3 separate regions of the Mus musculus genome follow, and regions 1 and 3 are each linked to region 2. A link is a contact called in public Hi-C data. All regions are on one chromosome and are shown on one strand. Each heading gives the region's core, a stretch centred on a gene start, on an enhancer-like site or on the middle of the called end of the contact. The rest is flanking DNA. Distances are from core to core; before and after follow the strand shown. Region 1 overlaps Gm52178 (a long non-coding RNA gene). Region 2 holds the start of Stk3 (serine/threonine kinase 3). Region 3 overlaps Gm33497 (a long non-coding RNA gene).

What was found. A called contact is a pair of places that touch in the nucleus more often than the background predicts.
Region 1: a Hi-C map of uterus shows a contact between it and region 2, with 2.3 times the contacts expected there. The contact joins the enhancer-like site here to the promoter of Stk3 in region 2. A contact is called at or near these places in 4 of 39 promoter capture datasets (the 3T3-L1 cell line, the C10 cell line and maxillary cranial neural crest), 1 of 15 datasets of contacts at CTCF or cohesin (the NIH/3T3 cell line), 4 of 484 Hi-C or Micro-C datasets (cortical neurons, myeloid progenitors, nephron progenitors and 1 more), 2 of 115 datasets of contacts at active chromatin or transcription factors (both in embryonic stem cells) and 1 of 9 other capture datasets (adipose tissue).
Region 3: a Hi-C map of uterus shows a contact between it and region 2. The contact joins the enhancer-like site here to the promoter of Stk3 in region 2. A contact is called at or near these places in 4 of 39 promoter capture datasets (the 3T3-L1 cell line, 3T3-L1-derived adipocytes and the C10 cell line), 1 of 15 datasets of contacts at CTCF or cohesin (the NIH/3T3 cell line), 2 of 484 Hi-C or Micro-C datasets (nephron progenitors and uterus), 2 of 115 datasets of contacts at active chromatin or transcription factors (the SCID.adh cell line and embryonic stem cells) and 1 of 9 other capture datasets (adipose tissue).

What each region holds. Positions count from the first base shown.
Region 1 is chr15:35,276,228-35,280,951 of GRCm38.p6, reverse strand. The region is part of intron 1 of Gm52178 (a long non-coding RNA gene); the gene reads left to right. Among named protein-coding and RNA genes, the nearest start is that of Gm52178, 17 kb to the left of the region's middle. Within about 2 kb of position 2,246, at least 9 of the 459 cell types and tissues checked have an H3K27ac peak or open chromatin away from gene starts, as enhancers often do. A contact at or near this core is called in uterus, where this site is marked.
Region 2 is chr15:35,154,199-35,158,733 of GRCm38.p6, reverse strand. Stk3 (serine/threonine kinase 3) reads left to right here and starts at 2,928. Exons shown (of 11, transcript NM_019635.2): 1 at 2,928-3,207. The coding sequence starts at 3,182.
Region 3 is chr15:35,254,363-35,259,204 of GRCm38.p6, reverse strand. The region is part of intron 2 of Gm33497 (a long non-coding RNA gene); the gene reads right to left. The region is part of intron 1 of Gm52178 (a long non-coding RNA gene); the gene reads left to right. Among named protein-coding and RNA genes, the nearest start is that of Gm52178, 39 kb to the left of the region's middle. Within about 2 kb of position 3,359, at least 7 of the 459 cell types and tissues checked have an H3K27ac peak or open chromatin away from gene starts, as enhancers often do. A contact at or near this core is called in uterus, where this site is marked.

The DNA of each region.
Region 1 (4,724 bases), core at 997-3,496, 120 kb before region 2:
GAAACTGATTGTCAGCATTTTGTTACATTTAAAGTTGGAGCCTTGGACCAATGTAACCTGTAGTGCTATGTCCTCATGGATGACATAAGATCAGAGTATGTATGTCTCTACATCAGGAGACTATTCCTTGTAGAGGGTGGAGCTCAGCTACTACTTCCAGCTACTACACACCACCCCCAGCCATCTTCCCCCTACATAGTCCTGTTCCTGCTGTGCATACCTTGGGTTCATATAGGATATAGGATTTATTTAGTATATATGGTATGGAGGATTGACATGGCTTGGGTTACTAATGATGCAGCTTTGTGAGTGATTACGCATGCCGGGTGGGACTTTGTGGTGACACAGATTGCTTCTTAGTCACTTTCTATGCTTGTTCAAGCTGAGCAAAGTCCTCGTCAGTTTGGCCCATAGGGAAGTCTGAAAGGCATTTTTTTTTTTTTAAATTAAGATTGATGTGGAATGAGCTGGGTGTGGTGGTGCACATCTTTAATCCCAGAACTCAGGAGGCAGAGACAAGCGGATTTCTGAGTTCGAGGCCAGCCTGGTCTACAAAGTGAGTTCCAGGACAGCCAGGGCTATACAGAGAAACCCTGTCTCGAAAAACCAGAAAAAAAAAAAAAGATTGATGTGGAAAGACACAACTCACTGTGGGCAGTGCCATGAAGCATCAAAGCAGTAAGCGGTATCCCTCCATGATCTCTGCTTCAGTTCCTGCCTCCAGGTTCCTGCCTGGACTTCCATCAATGATATGTGACTAGAGTATGTAGCCCGAATAAGCCCTTTCACCTCCAAGTTTCTTTCATTATGGGATTTATCACAGCTATAGAAAACAAACTGAGGTACCCATGATCTTGTAAGTAACCGCTCACCCATGTTTCTATAAACAAGCCCACCACACTTACTGTATCACCATGCTAGTCTTGAGTCTAATATCTTGGGTCTGATGTGTGCTGTCTGGGCTTGAGAGATGTCTCTTCACATCTCACCAGGTTTCTGACAGAGGAACTAGCCTCATCCTTGTGCTCACAGATCTAGGCCCCACCTACACTTCTCCATCTCAGCTCAAAATCTGCTTAGCTGCCCAGATTTGCTGGGTAGATTTTTGTCTACTTGACATAAGCTAGAGTCACTTGAAAGAAAGGCCCTCACCTGAGGGTCACCTCTATCAGACTGGTCTGTGGAAATGTCTGTGGAACATTTTCCTAATTGCTGATTGATTGTGTGGGTGAGAGGAGGGTGAAATCCCTGGACCAGTGGGTCTGGGCTGTATATAATAAAAGGAAGCAACACACAGACCAACAGTTGTTCCTTTATGGTCTCTTCTTCAGTTCTTGCCCCCAAGTTACTGCCTTGACTTTCCTTGATGACTTACAAGCTAAGTAAATCCACTCTCTGTATTGTTCTTGGTTAGTGTTTTATCACCGCCACAGAAAGCAAACTAGGACATCAGTCTAAAACTCCGGGCTCCGAGGAAACCTGTGATAAATCGTGGGCGTTATTCTGTGTGGTTACGGTTTTTACACAGCCTGATCTAGATTCTAGGCCAACAGCTCCTGAGCTCTGACCAACACACACATCACACCTTGCCAAGGTTGAGAACCTTTCGGGACCTTGCCTTGCCTCCTGGTTAGAGGCCGTTGTGGTGACCTGCATCAGAGTTTCCTGTGTCTGGAGACGCTGCACCTTAGCTATCCTGGGGTCAGGTTCCGTACAGTGCCCTCACTGCCCCTCTCTGATATCCGTGCTTTGGAGAACTCTCTGTTGGCCCTGTGTTTAACAAGCTCAGGCTCTGCTTTACTTCCCTGCAGTTTGTCCTCCAGCTGTGTCTGTGTTGTGCTCTGCTGGTCCTTCCTGCATGGATGTTAAGGGGAAATAGACATTTACTTTCTCTTGAACTGAGCACTAGCTTCAGTGTCAGCCCAGAGTCACATTGAGTATAATAAATTTGCATCTTTCTAAATGGCATCTTGAGCAGAGTAGAAAGTTCCAGATCCCATATATTAAGAGATAACTGATTTTCTAGCTGGCTAATAAATTACATTTCCATGTCAACAAGTGGGTTTTTATTTTACCATAAGCAATTTTCCAAATACAAGAACTTCTAAAGAGCAGATAAAAGCAGCTGTAAATGTGATCTCGGAATAAATATGAAGAAAGGCAACAGAAGCAGCCTGCAGAGCCAGCTGTGCTCTCTGGAGCTTCCCAGTCCTCCTCAGCCAGGCACACACGAGCTGGAGGGCTTCTTTCCAGCACTGCTTGCACTTCTTCATGGTTCTTGAAACCGTGCAGACATTCTGGTTCCTATCAAAATAGCAGTCACCATCACCAAGATTATCCACTTCCTCCTTCTCTTCTGTTTCCCTCTGACCCCTCTTTGGCATCTGTGCCTTCCACCCCGATGTTGAAGATGAGGAGTCTTGATTAGGAGAGGCTATGATAGCGTATGTTTTAATACAGGGCTGCGCAAAGCAAAGGTTAGCCTGTGATTTACGGAATCATGCTACTCACCCGGGCAAGGAAGGCTCTTAATCCCTTCTCTTTAATCCCACAACCCCCCAACCAGTCACATTTCCATCTTCTGGTTGCAGCTGCACTTGAAGCCCTTGAAGCCCAATGCACTTTTCCAGGGATGGTAATTCCATCTTCCTGAGCAGATTCAAAGGTTAAACAGTTCTGTAGAGCTTGTGCTTTCAACAGGCAGGAGTGCAATCAAGAAGTGGCTTTCAGGCCAAGAACAATACAAATTGTAGTCAGAAAGAGGGGCTGAAAAAAATCTTTACAATTTTGAATGAGATTGTATTAGTTTTAAAATTTTTATTGGTGTGTGTGTGTGTGTGTGTGTGTGTGTGTGTATGTATGTGTGCGTGTGTGTGTGTGTGTATGTATGTGTGTGTGTGTGTGTGTGTGTGTGTGTATGTGTGTGTGTGTGTGTGTTTTATGTGAACTCAGGTCAGCAGGATTGTGAAGCAAGCACCTTTTCTAGCTGAGTGTCTCACTGGCCCTGAGTTTGTGTTTTTGACACTGAAGGCTGTGGGGCTGCCTTCTCTACTGTAAGCATGCCGTGGTATTTGTCTCAGCATTATCTTAAAACTTAGGTCACTCAGTTAAACTGGTTGTGCATTCAGCACAGAAACCATTTCTCCTTCAGCTCTTAGATAGTGTGTATTCGACTTTGACTTTGAGATAGGGTCTCAGTATCTTAAGATGGCCTAAATTCACGATCCTTTTGCCCCAGCCTACAGATGTTGGGATGATAAGTGTGTACATCCATGTTCAGCTCCTGAGTCCAGCTGCCAACCAGTCATAATCTCCAGACTTCTGTTCCTTTTGGAATGGTCATGTAATTCTCATTCATGTCTCTTTGGCCATATTTTCCAGACACTGGAAGTCTGATGCTTTATTTTATAACTTTCAATCGAAAGCTAAGTATTCACTATCAGCTAAGCATATAGCTCTGTGGATCAGTGCTTGATTAGTGTGGAGACCTGGGTTCGATCCCTGGTCTGTATACTGTAGGTATGGTGGCATATACCTGCAATCCCAATACTCAGGAGGTCGACACAGGAGGGCCAGAAGTTAAGGTCACCCTCAGCAATATGGCAAGCTTGAGGGATAAAAGTAAAACCAAACAAAAAAACCAACCAACCAACCAAACCAAATTAATATCGGTCATTAATATTGGCAGAAGAATTAGGATTATTGAGCCAAAGTCAGGTTCAGGAGTTGTCAGGAGAGCCCGAGAGGTTGCCGCCTGACAAGGTGTCCACTATAGCCTGATGGTGACTTGCAGAGCATCAGAACAGTGAGTGCAGTCAATCAGACCTTGTGGCTCCCCTGGGGGGAAGCCTGGACCGCGGTGACATCATTTCCTTTTCAGAACTCTTTCCAGATGAGTCCATTTCTGAATAACCGGAGTGAACAGTTTCTCTCCTGCCCTTCTCTTTTGTTCCCCCATCGTTTTAGCAGCAGATTTTGCCCTCTTCCTTTTGATTGGTGCTGTACTGTGTCACACATTGACTACAGCTCTGTGACATTTTATGTGCGTGCCACCCAGATGCTACTCCCCCATGGGAAAGAGCCCATCCTTGAACTCACAGCTTAATGTACTTACTGCAGCCCCCTCCTACCCACCTCTTCAGCCCTTTGACCTTGGCCCAGCAAATTAAACCCTTTGCTTCCCAGTTCTGGCTTTTTACAAAGCTTGCTTCCTATGTGGTGCGGCTTCATGTCCAGACTTCAGTCAGTGGTGATTCATTCCCTGGCCTATGATCTTTCTCATTTTTCCCCAAATTGTTGTTTTATTTCATTCTCTTTTAAACTCAAAGGCTGCATAAAGTAGACCCATTAGTCCGTAATAGTTGATGCAGGATGAAAGCAGCAGCCTCCCAGCCAGTCTGGACCTCTAAGTGAGGGAGAAGTGTGATACAAAGAGGAAAGGCTCTCAGAAGGAACCTGCTGTGACTTCACTCTGCCCAGGGCCTCCGGCTTCCACAGCACCACCACAGCCTTCTCCTGTGTACACACAGCTTTTGTATAAGCAGCTAGGGTAAGCAGAAGCTCAATTTAGCAAAGAAACAGAAGCAGATAATGTTTGTTTATTGACAAGGGGAGCAACCAGCCTTTGTTCATAAACTTATTCAACAGACAAGGGTTCTTTTTGCTGCTTAAACCATGGTCTGAAGAGCAAACAGGACTGGGGAGGCCTGACAACAGGGAATCCA
Region 2 (4,535 bases), core at 1,679-4,178:
TTGAATTTGTTATTTCTCTAAGGTCCCAAGAACAGGCACCTAGAGAGCTCCGCTGTTTATCAGAGGGAGGCCTAGATTCTGGTGTTGCAGAGGCAGGGAGGCTGGCATCTGGATCCCTCAGGTGCTTTTATTAAGGGGGGTTTATGGGCAGTGCCATTCTAACTCTGGGCTGGGTTTTCTCAGAGAGGCCAGAGAGGGGAAGGGAGCCCTGGGCTTGCTGCAGGGGGACGCAGCACAGAAACCAGCTGCTTGTCACAGAAAGGAGGGGTTTCTGTGGGAAAATATGCAGAGGCAAACCATCTGTACACAACACTGGAGCCTCTTTGGTGAGGCTTCTAAGAAGCAGGGCAATTAACCACAGAGAGTTAACATCAGAAATTCGGGGGCTACAACAGTGAATAGCTGTGCTTGTTGAAAGCGATCCTGTGTGAAGGCAACCAATCTTGTCTCCAAAAGTTAAAAGCAACAAGATTAAAGTTGTCTGCTGGAATGTCCCAGGTATTTAATTCAGCTGCTAATTGGCAAAGGTCAAACACTAAGTCTGGCTACCAGGTGTATGGGGTGCCTTTGAGAATTGATAGAAAGCACTCGCTTTCCAGTAACAGAGGAGACTACACTCTAGGTTAACTCAGCTGGCTGATAGGGATTGATTTCTAGACCAGTCCATGATTGAGTCAGAATAACTGGTCACATTAAAGGAAAGAGAAGAGTCATTGTAACTTCTCTTTTTGATTAATTGTAGATGTAGGCTCTCAAGAGTTGCTAAGAAACCCCTTCTCCATTGCTTTTTTCTGATGGGTGAAATTATAGGGTGTCTTCAGAGGTATCTTGGATGAGTTTACAATCTGATAAAACCAGGAGCTATTAGAATCTATGTGAGCCATTCTCATTCAAAGCACCACAAACCCCTAGTCCCAGAGGGACAAGGGCAAGGGAGGCAAGTTGTTAGCTTGTCTTGAAAGGAACACTTTAGGTGACCTCAGTAGATGATCATCAGAAGAATAAACAAATATTCGAGTTCCTTTCTTCCTGACTTTCTCCTGCATTTATCCCCAAAGCACAAGTGGCCTGGGAAGCGCGGTACTCGTTGGCATTCACTACAGGAAGCTGGTACAGTAGGATAGGATTGCAAACCTGGATAGCAAAACCCCAGCCCAGAGCTGGATGTGTCAGGCTGTTGCTTAGGTGACAAGCAGAGAGAGAGGATGCTATGGGTTGGCTCTCAGATGACTCACATTTAGGTTGGATGACTGCCTGAGAAGAAAATGTTCAGCACAGAGCACCAATCATAAGCATATGCCGCCAACACCACTGACTGCTGTGCTTGGCTGGACTGGGATGACTTCCTGGAGGATAAAGTTGCTAAGACAAGGAACCCATTGTAAAGGATGATAAACTGAGCCCATCTTAATGTTTGATAAATTGAAAAAAAATCATGAGATGAACTTCTCAAGATGCTTTCTGCTGAAACAGGAAAAAAATGAGGTTGATGTGGAAGTTAGGAGAATGCGAGGTGGGCAGGAGAGTTTCAGTGGTGATTCCCAGTACTGACATTTTAAAAGCTGGTACTGGGGTTCAATGGTTAAGAGCACTGACTTCTGTTCCAGAGGATGTGAGTTCAATTCCCAGCAACCACATGCGGCTCACAACCATTTGTAGTGGGATCTGATGCCGTCTTCTGGTATGTCTGAGGAAAATTACAGCATACTCATATATATAAAGGCTGGCATTACTGTGTGTGTGCATGATGAGGGTGTGGAAGTGTGTGCATGTGTGAGAGAGATGTGGCAAGGGTGTGTGTGTGTGTAAGCCAAGGACAACTTTGTAAAGTCTGTTCTCTCTTTACACTTGTAGACTCATCAGGATTGTGTGGCAAGTGCCTTTGCTTACAGAACCCCCTCATGGCCCAGTATTGACATTTTAATCACTTAGTTTTTGTTATTGTTCCTATTGTCCTGAGTAGATGAAATAGATATCAAGGTGTGTGTCTTATTTAGTTTCAGTTGATACTCATTTTGACTAATATTGACTTCATACACATGGCTCCAACCTCTAAGAAAACTTTGCCCAATTCGTTTTAAAGAATATTCTAGAAAAAAAAATAAGCAAACTCATTTGTATAGTTGTGAGAAGATGTGTGTGTGTATTTTATGGTTAAATAGTAGACAAATGAATGTGTAAGGGGTCAAGTTCAATGGGGGTTAGGGCTGTCGGGGTCGGGGACCCAAGAAAAAAAGAAAGATATTCCTTTAGTATCTTTTTCCAAGCACTATAACTAGTCATGGGCTTTCCATGTTACCCAACAGGGCATCCAGCAAGACTCTGGTGTTCTAAATTTGTGCACCAAGAGATCACTGCAGTAAATATTTTCTGTCATTGGACTGTAATTATTATGCTTGTATACAATCAAAATCAACCAGAATTTCCAGAAGTATCCCAACTACTATAGTTACAAATGCCAATTGGCTTGGGGGGCAGGGGAACGTAGCTAATAATAACTAATAATTATAAACAGGACAAGAGAGGGAAGTGAGGGCAGTTTTACTTCAAACAGATTTACAAGATGATTGGCATGTATTCTTGGGGAATCCTGAGAAATGAGTCAAATCTCTAGTGGACTAGCACCCCTCCACCAGCACAGTAGCTTTTGGGTTGCCAAAGTCTCACTCTGGTAGCAAGACATCTTCTTTCTGAGCTGGGCACTCCTTTTGGTGGCCTTTCTCCACTACTCTCACCAGCGCTTGGACCCGCCCACCCTTCCCGGGCTGCGCTCCGCCCACCCTCCCTAGCCCTGCTAAGGCCCGCCCGCCTTCCAGGGCGCATCCTGTTCACTATCCCTGGCTGAGCTAGGGCCCGCCCACTCTTCTGGACCGCGCTAGGTTCCGCCCACTTTCCCGGGACACGCTCCGCCCACCCTCCCTGTCCGCGCTCCGTCCCGCCCACCCTCGCTGCGCCGGCCTCTTCCCACCAGCTCGGAGCTGCAGGCCACGGCCGAGGGGCGGGGCGGGGCGGCCGGGAGGAACCGCGTTGAGGAGCGGGAGGGAGATCCGCCGCGGAGTTACGTGAAAGTTGGTTCGAGTTTCCCGGTGTGATCCCTTGCGTTCGGCCGGCTGCTCCCGGGCTCCTTTCCTCCCTACGGCCTTCACGGTCCATTCGGCCCTTCTTTCTGCCACCGGCCGCCATGGAGCAGCCGCCGGCGTCCAAGAGGTAACGACGGCGGGAGCGGGATGAGGACGGAAGCAGCGGCGCGGGGCGGGGGCTACTAGGCCCGGCCTGCCGCCGCGACCCTGTCCCCGCCTGCTCGGCGCTGAGCGCAGCCTGGTCCAGGCGCCCACCGTTCGGCTCCGTCCCTCTGCGAGGCCAGGGACCCAGAGGGGACGCCGAGTCTCCGTGCCGACGTCTTGAGGGCCTGGTGCGCCGCAAATTGAGTGGCCCTCGCTGGGTTCCCGGCCCTTCTGGTGGCTAGGAGGGTTTGAGTAGTAAATTCCAGAAACCTGGAGATAAGGACATCAATGCACGCTTCTCTTATTCTCTCTCTCTCTCTCTCTCTCTCTCTCTCTCACACTCTCTCTCTCTCTCTCTCTCTCTCTCTCTCTCTCGATCAAGTCTTCTTAATAATATAACCATTCACTTTGTGAAGACAGATCGCTTATTTACAGTTTAAGGAATTAAGTATATTAATAGCCACGCAGAATGTAAAACATTATGGATGTGCAGCAATGACAGGTGTTTCCCCCCTCCCCCCAAAGTTCTAAAGAATTTATGGATCCAAGATAGATGGAATGTTAACTTAGAACCTCTCCCCCATATAGTTTTGCACATAAAAACAGTGATACTTTGGTATGCTATATATTGTTTATGTTTAATCATGGACATATTGGATGCATCTGTGTACAATATGTTTGAACTAATCATTTCAATCATCTTAGGAAACTAAATGTCCATTGATAAACGTTCATAATGTCTTCTCCCTGTTCTCCATGAATGAATAAAATAATTGTTTGACGCTGGGTAAAACATTTAACCTCACTTTCATTTATAATTTACAAAACTGTCTAAGAGAGTGCTATAGTGAAGATTAAAGTCTTCATGTGCTCTAATATCTAGAGATATTTAGATGTAAGGTGTTAGACTCATGAGGTGGAATCGTTAAAAAGGTAGGCACTTTGAGAACCGTTGTGAATTGTGTGATTAGACATGTGAGCCTTGGTTTCTGGAAACCATCTGTTCAGATGCAAAAAAGGGGAGGATGTGGACAGTTTCCCAGAAGGGACAGGCTATCCTTCTGGGCCCTGGAAGCAAGTCAGTTGTTAGATTCTAGCATGTTATTGGTGTCTTTCCTCTGGTAGTCCCTGGATACTCGCCTTCCCCACAATAACAGAAGAAAACCTGAAACTTTTTTTTCTTTCTGTTTTGGAAGGGCAGTAAAGGGGAGATCTTTGAGACTATGGCATAGGCCAGCTGGAATGACTGAATTGAAATAAAAGATCTGTGCTGGTTGGCTGTACTGTAAATTATCAGTTTCATTATAGCTG
Region 3 (4,842 bases), core at 2,110-4,609, 100 kb before region 2:
CCTCAAACTCCATATCACAGTGAGGCCCTGGCGAAGGCTGGTTAGTCATGGCCAGAGCCTGCAGCACTGAGGGTATACCAATGATTCACCTTTCCTCCTTTTAAGGCAATTCCTCTAATACATGCTACAGTAATGGAAAGTCATCTGGCACAGGACCAAGAAAAAGGTGAGCGTATGGATGGAGAAGCAGTCCCATGAGATTGGCCTGGAGTGGTCAGAAGTAGCCATAGCCCCAGGACCTAGTAAAGGCTCATTCTGAGAGCTATGGCGAGCTGGCTAATAAAGGCTATGTCCGTTTTCTCAGAGTCCCTGGGTTAAAGTCATCTTCCTCCTTCTTCTTCCCAAGAGCTGGGATTACAGGCAAACGCCACTGTGCCAGTCCTCCACTAATGACTTTAACTGGAGGTTGCCATGAACAGATTTTATTTTAGGAAGTCTGGATTGTTATTGAAGTTTAGAGAAGACTAGTAGCCTGAAGACAAGTCAGGGGTCAGCTTCCGTCATCCGTGCAGCAGTTCCTGGTGACCTGACCTGCAGTGATGTTATCATGAAGACAGAGGGACAGAGTAGTAAGATGCACAGGAGGCACAATGCTTGGCTGAATGAAGGGAAGGACGCCTGCTTCTGACCTGAACAGAGATACTCCCTTGTGGAGAATTTTGGGGGTGTGAGGTGTGTGTCCATACACCTAAAATCTCATACATATGCAAACAGCCCCTACCCTGTGTTTACCTGTTTGCACATGGTACAAATGACAAGTTCATTTGCATTTACTTGTTTCATGGAGAGGTCCTTGGGCTGAATGTTTTCAGAGTCCAGAAAAGGACCACAGAGGTTTCCTAGAATTATTCAGTTATTGGCTCTTTTCACCTTGATGATAATTTGAGTCCAATTCTCAGACATTTAGGATATAAAATTTTCTTCCATAAAATTTCCATTCCCTTCGGATCCCATTTTCCATTTTCCACCTCTTGTTTACAGTATGAGGATCTGACAGCTGCAGGTCTCTTAATAGCCTGACATACTGAACTGAAATGGCTTTTATTTACTACTGTTTATACAGAGCACTGGTAACATGTGTATTCACACAGACACACACAGAGACAAAGATACAGAAACACACACACAGACACATACAAAGACACACACACATGGAGACACAGACACACAGAAACACACAGAGACACAAGACATGGAGACACACACAGACACATACAGACACAAACACACAGAGACACAAATACACACACACACACACACACACACACACAGAGAGAGAGAGAGAGAGAGAGAGAGAGAGAGAGAGAGAGAGAGAGAGAGACATACGCTCTAGTTTTGTAAAAGTAAAGTTAAAAATGGTGGTAGCTGTACCCCTAGCTAGTATGGTGGCTGAGGCAGGAGAATTGAAGTGCCCTCCTGTGGCTGTAATTGTTGCCCCAGCCTGACAGAATCACCTGCACAAGTTCTTAACTTGCATTCTCAGCCTTCCCTGGTACATTGCCTAGACCAGGCCCTGGGTTCAATTTGCAGCACAGCAAATAGTTAGAAATGAGAACACTGAGTAAAGCCCTTGGGAGTGGGGCACTAATCCCTGGCTCCACATTTAGAGATGGTTCCAATGTCTCCTGCTGCAGTCCCTGAGCCAACAGCTTTCCCTGCAGCCCCAGAATGTAGATTGAGTCTGGATTTTTACAATTACTATTGCCAAGAGTATCTATAAAGCAAAACAAAGCAGAACAAAACAGCAACAACAAACACATCAGAAAATCAGATTCTCACACATTTGAGTTTACAAACCCAAACCCCTGTGTGTTCTAGAAACCCCCTCGTTGGAATAAAAGGCATTGGTGAATCAGGAAACATAGCTCTCTTTCAAGTGAATCCCTCAGCTACTAGCATTGATAACCACATTCAAGGCCAAAACAATAAAATGGAATCGTTCTTCAATTCAAGGACAAGCACAGTGTCAGGCTTAGTGGTAGTTAGAAGATGGATCTCTACCAAAATAGTGTCTTATCTGTTATATATGTTTTCAGCTAATGGACAGTTGTGAACTATGGCCTAAAGAGTTTCATGTCCCTGGAATTAAAAGAAAACCAAACTTGTTTTAGAGTTGTTGTTTTTTGTTTTTTGTTTTTTTTGATTATTATTTCTCAAGAGACTCCAGTTCCTGCGTCATACACTATGAGTACTGAAGGAGGTAGGCTGTGAATGACAAAATCCAGGTGAAAGTGCCATTTACATGACCCCCAGGAGCTAGTGGAAGGAATCCGTATGCCAAATCCATTTTTTGAAGCCTGATGTCTTTCTAGTCACAGATTGGCAGACTGGTGCATGGTCCTGTTCGTGTTTCCCAAGAGTCTTGCTTGCCGTCACATGAACAAGGTACTTTTCTACAAGAGTAGCCAGTGCTCTTAATCACTGAGATGTTTCTCTAGCCCCTGTATTTGATTTTACTTTTAGGGGTTGGAGGATGCTAGAGTTTGAGCCTAGAGCCTCACACGCGCTAAACATGTTCTCTGCCACTAAGCTACACTCCCAACCTCTTAGCAATTCTTAAAGTGTCATCTAGGGACCAGTAGCCTGTGCATCCCTGGGACACTGGCAAACAATGAACATTCTTGGACTGTCTCCATACTGACTGAGTCAGTCTGTGGAGGTGAGGTCTAGCAGGCTGTGTTTGAACAGCAGCTCAAGCCATTCTGACACATATTAATGTTTAAGGAGCACTCATTCAAATGAAGGGTAGTACATAACCTTGAGTGTAAATAATATTGGACTCCTTGTTATGTTATTCTGTTTCTGGAACAGTCAACTAACTGAACTTTTATCTTTGAAAACAAACCCAAGGACATTAGTGATAAGATGAGATTTGAAATGAGCTGAGCCAGCTAGGCATGTCAAAAGGTTGTCACATTAACAACAACTACAACTACAACAACAAAAAAGCAGGCTTTAAAATATAGTCCCAGGGTTGGGCAAAGAGATTTCTGGGAAATGTAGTCTATTTATTATAGGAATCTCTTGCCAACAAGAGGAGATTGGAGTTCTGGAAACTGTCTCCCTGGAGAGAGATGAAGCTTTCCAGGGCACCCCAAACTTGGCTGCAGACAAGCCACTTCTCCTGTTGCTGGCAACAGGTCTCGGGTGGGAGACCATTGCGTTTCATCTTTGCATGTTTGTTCTGCTTGTTGAACATGGACTTTCAGAGTGTCTTGTTCTGTAATTCAAACCTGAGTTTATAATTAGGTCTGAAAAGGGTTAGTTCCCAGGCAATTCCTTATGAAACTGGTAAGGCAGCTGCCTTTGCTTTGGCTTGTTTTGATGTAATTTATTGGAGAGAGCTGCAGCATTGCTGTTTTAAGTTATACTGGGCAGGCCTCTCTGCTTTGTAACTGGGAGGGGACGAGGGCTGAATTCTGCTCTTGGGAACTTTGGATGGATGAGCGGAAGATGCTGGCACAATCTTGTCTTTCGTTGTTGGAAAGTAAACTCTGAATTAGTCAATGTGTTTAAGCCCACCTGGCTCAAGTTCAGCTGTCTGGCCTGAGGAAAAGGTTTAACCAGCTAAATTACAGAGGCCAGAAGGTCTGCCTAGCAGGACTCAACAGAAAACAATCACTGGTGTGCTAACTCAAAGTTTCCTTTTTCAGATTTCACCGAGACCGGAAACATTCTAGTTAATACACACACATAAAAGTCTCGATAGAGATCTCTCCCCCTCCTTTAGCATCTGAGTGTGTGACACCTGAGCCATAGGTTGTTTGTGGGACTATCGATGCATAGCCCCTGGAACTTTACTCAGTTTGGATTGTTTATACGTTCACTTCTGGTTTTCTTTGGAGAAAAGACTCTGCTGCTCTATAAAGTGTGGGGACTGCTGGCTTAGACAGAGGTGTACAGCCTCATCTGTACTGTGTAAGTCAAGTTACTGATCCTATGAGTCCACAAGACAAACCTCAATCTACGGAGGCACTGAGGCCCAGGATTCTACTTGGTTTTGTGTAAGGGCTCAGACTTCAAATGCTCCCCTAAGCCCATGGTAACCATTACTCTAACTCTCCCTCAGCTTCTGTCCCCTTAAAAGCTTCCCATGACTCTCCTTGTTTCCAAATGCCTGGCACTTAGTCAGATTGCCAAGCATCTGCCTAAAAGACAGAAGATCAGTGGCATTCTCGCCTGCCATTTTGTCCCCAGCTGTGAGGTCTTGTGATCATTGTGTCCAAGGTATGATCTTCTTAGCAGCCTTGTCCAGGATAGAGTCATCTCTGCTGACTTCCTGGCTCTGAAGGCAGAGAAAGAGCTATAAACAGTATTTTCTATTCATTTGTTATGCAGCTCTCTCTCTCTTTCCCTCTCCCCCTCCCTCTCCCTCTCCCCCCACCCCCACACATGTAAAGATCTAACACAAGGCCTTACACACAGGCAAATGTCCTATCGTTGAGCTACACTCCGGCCTCTAGGTTTTTTTTTTCCTTGTGGTTGAATCCTGTTACCTATTTGTTCTTTTAAATTGACACCTTTTTTTATTACTTTGATTCTTTAACAGGGCCTTCAGAAGAAAGAGAGGGCACACATGTGTGCTGAAGGTTGTTTATACTGGCATTTAAAAAAGAATCTTATTATGAAGTCATTATGTATTTATCAGAAGTTGCAAAAGTAGTAGAGAGAATTTTTTGGGAGTGTTAGGGAAATCACCTAACTTTATTGTATTCGGCATAGTATCAAAGTTAGGAAACTGGCACTGATGTGGTTCACAGAGCACTGCAGACTTCAGCAGGCTTTCAGGTGGGTGGGTAAAGTTCCATGCTGTCTGAGCACGTATGGATTATTAGAGCCATC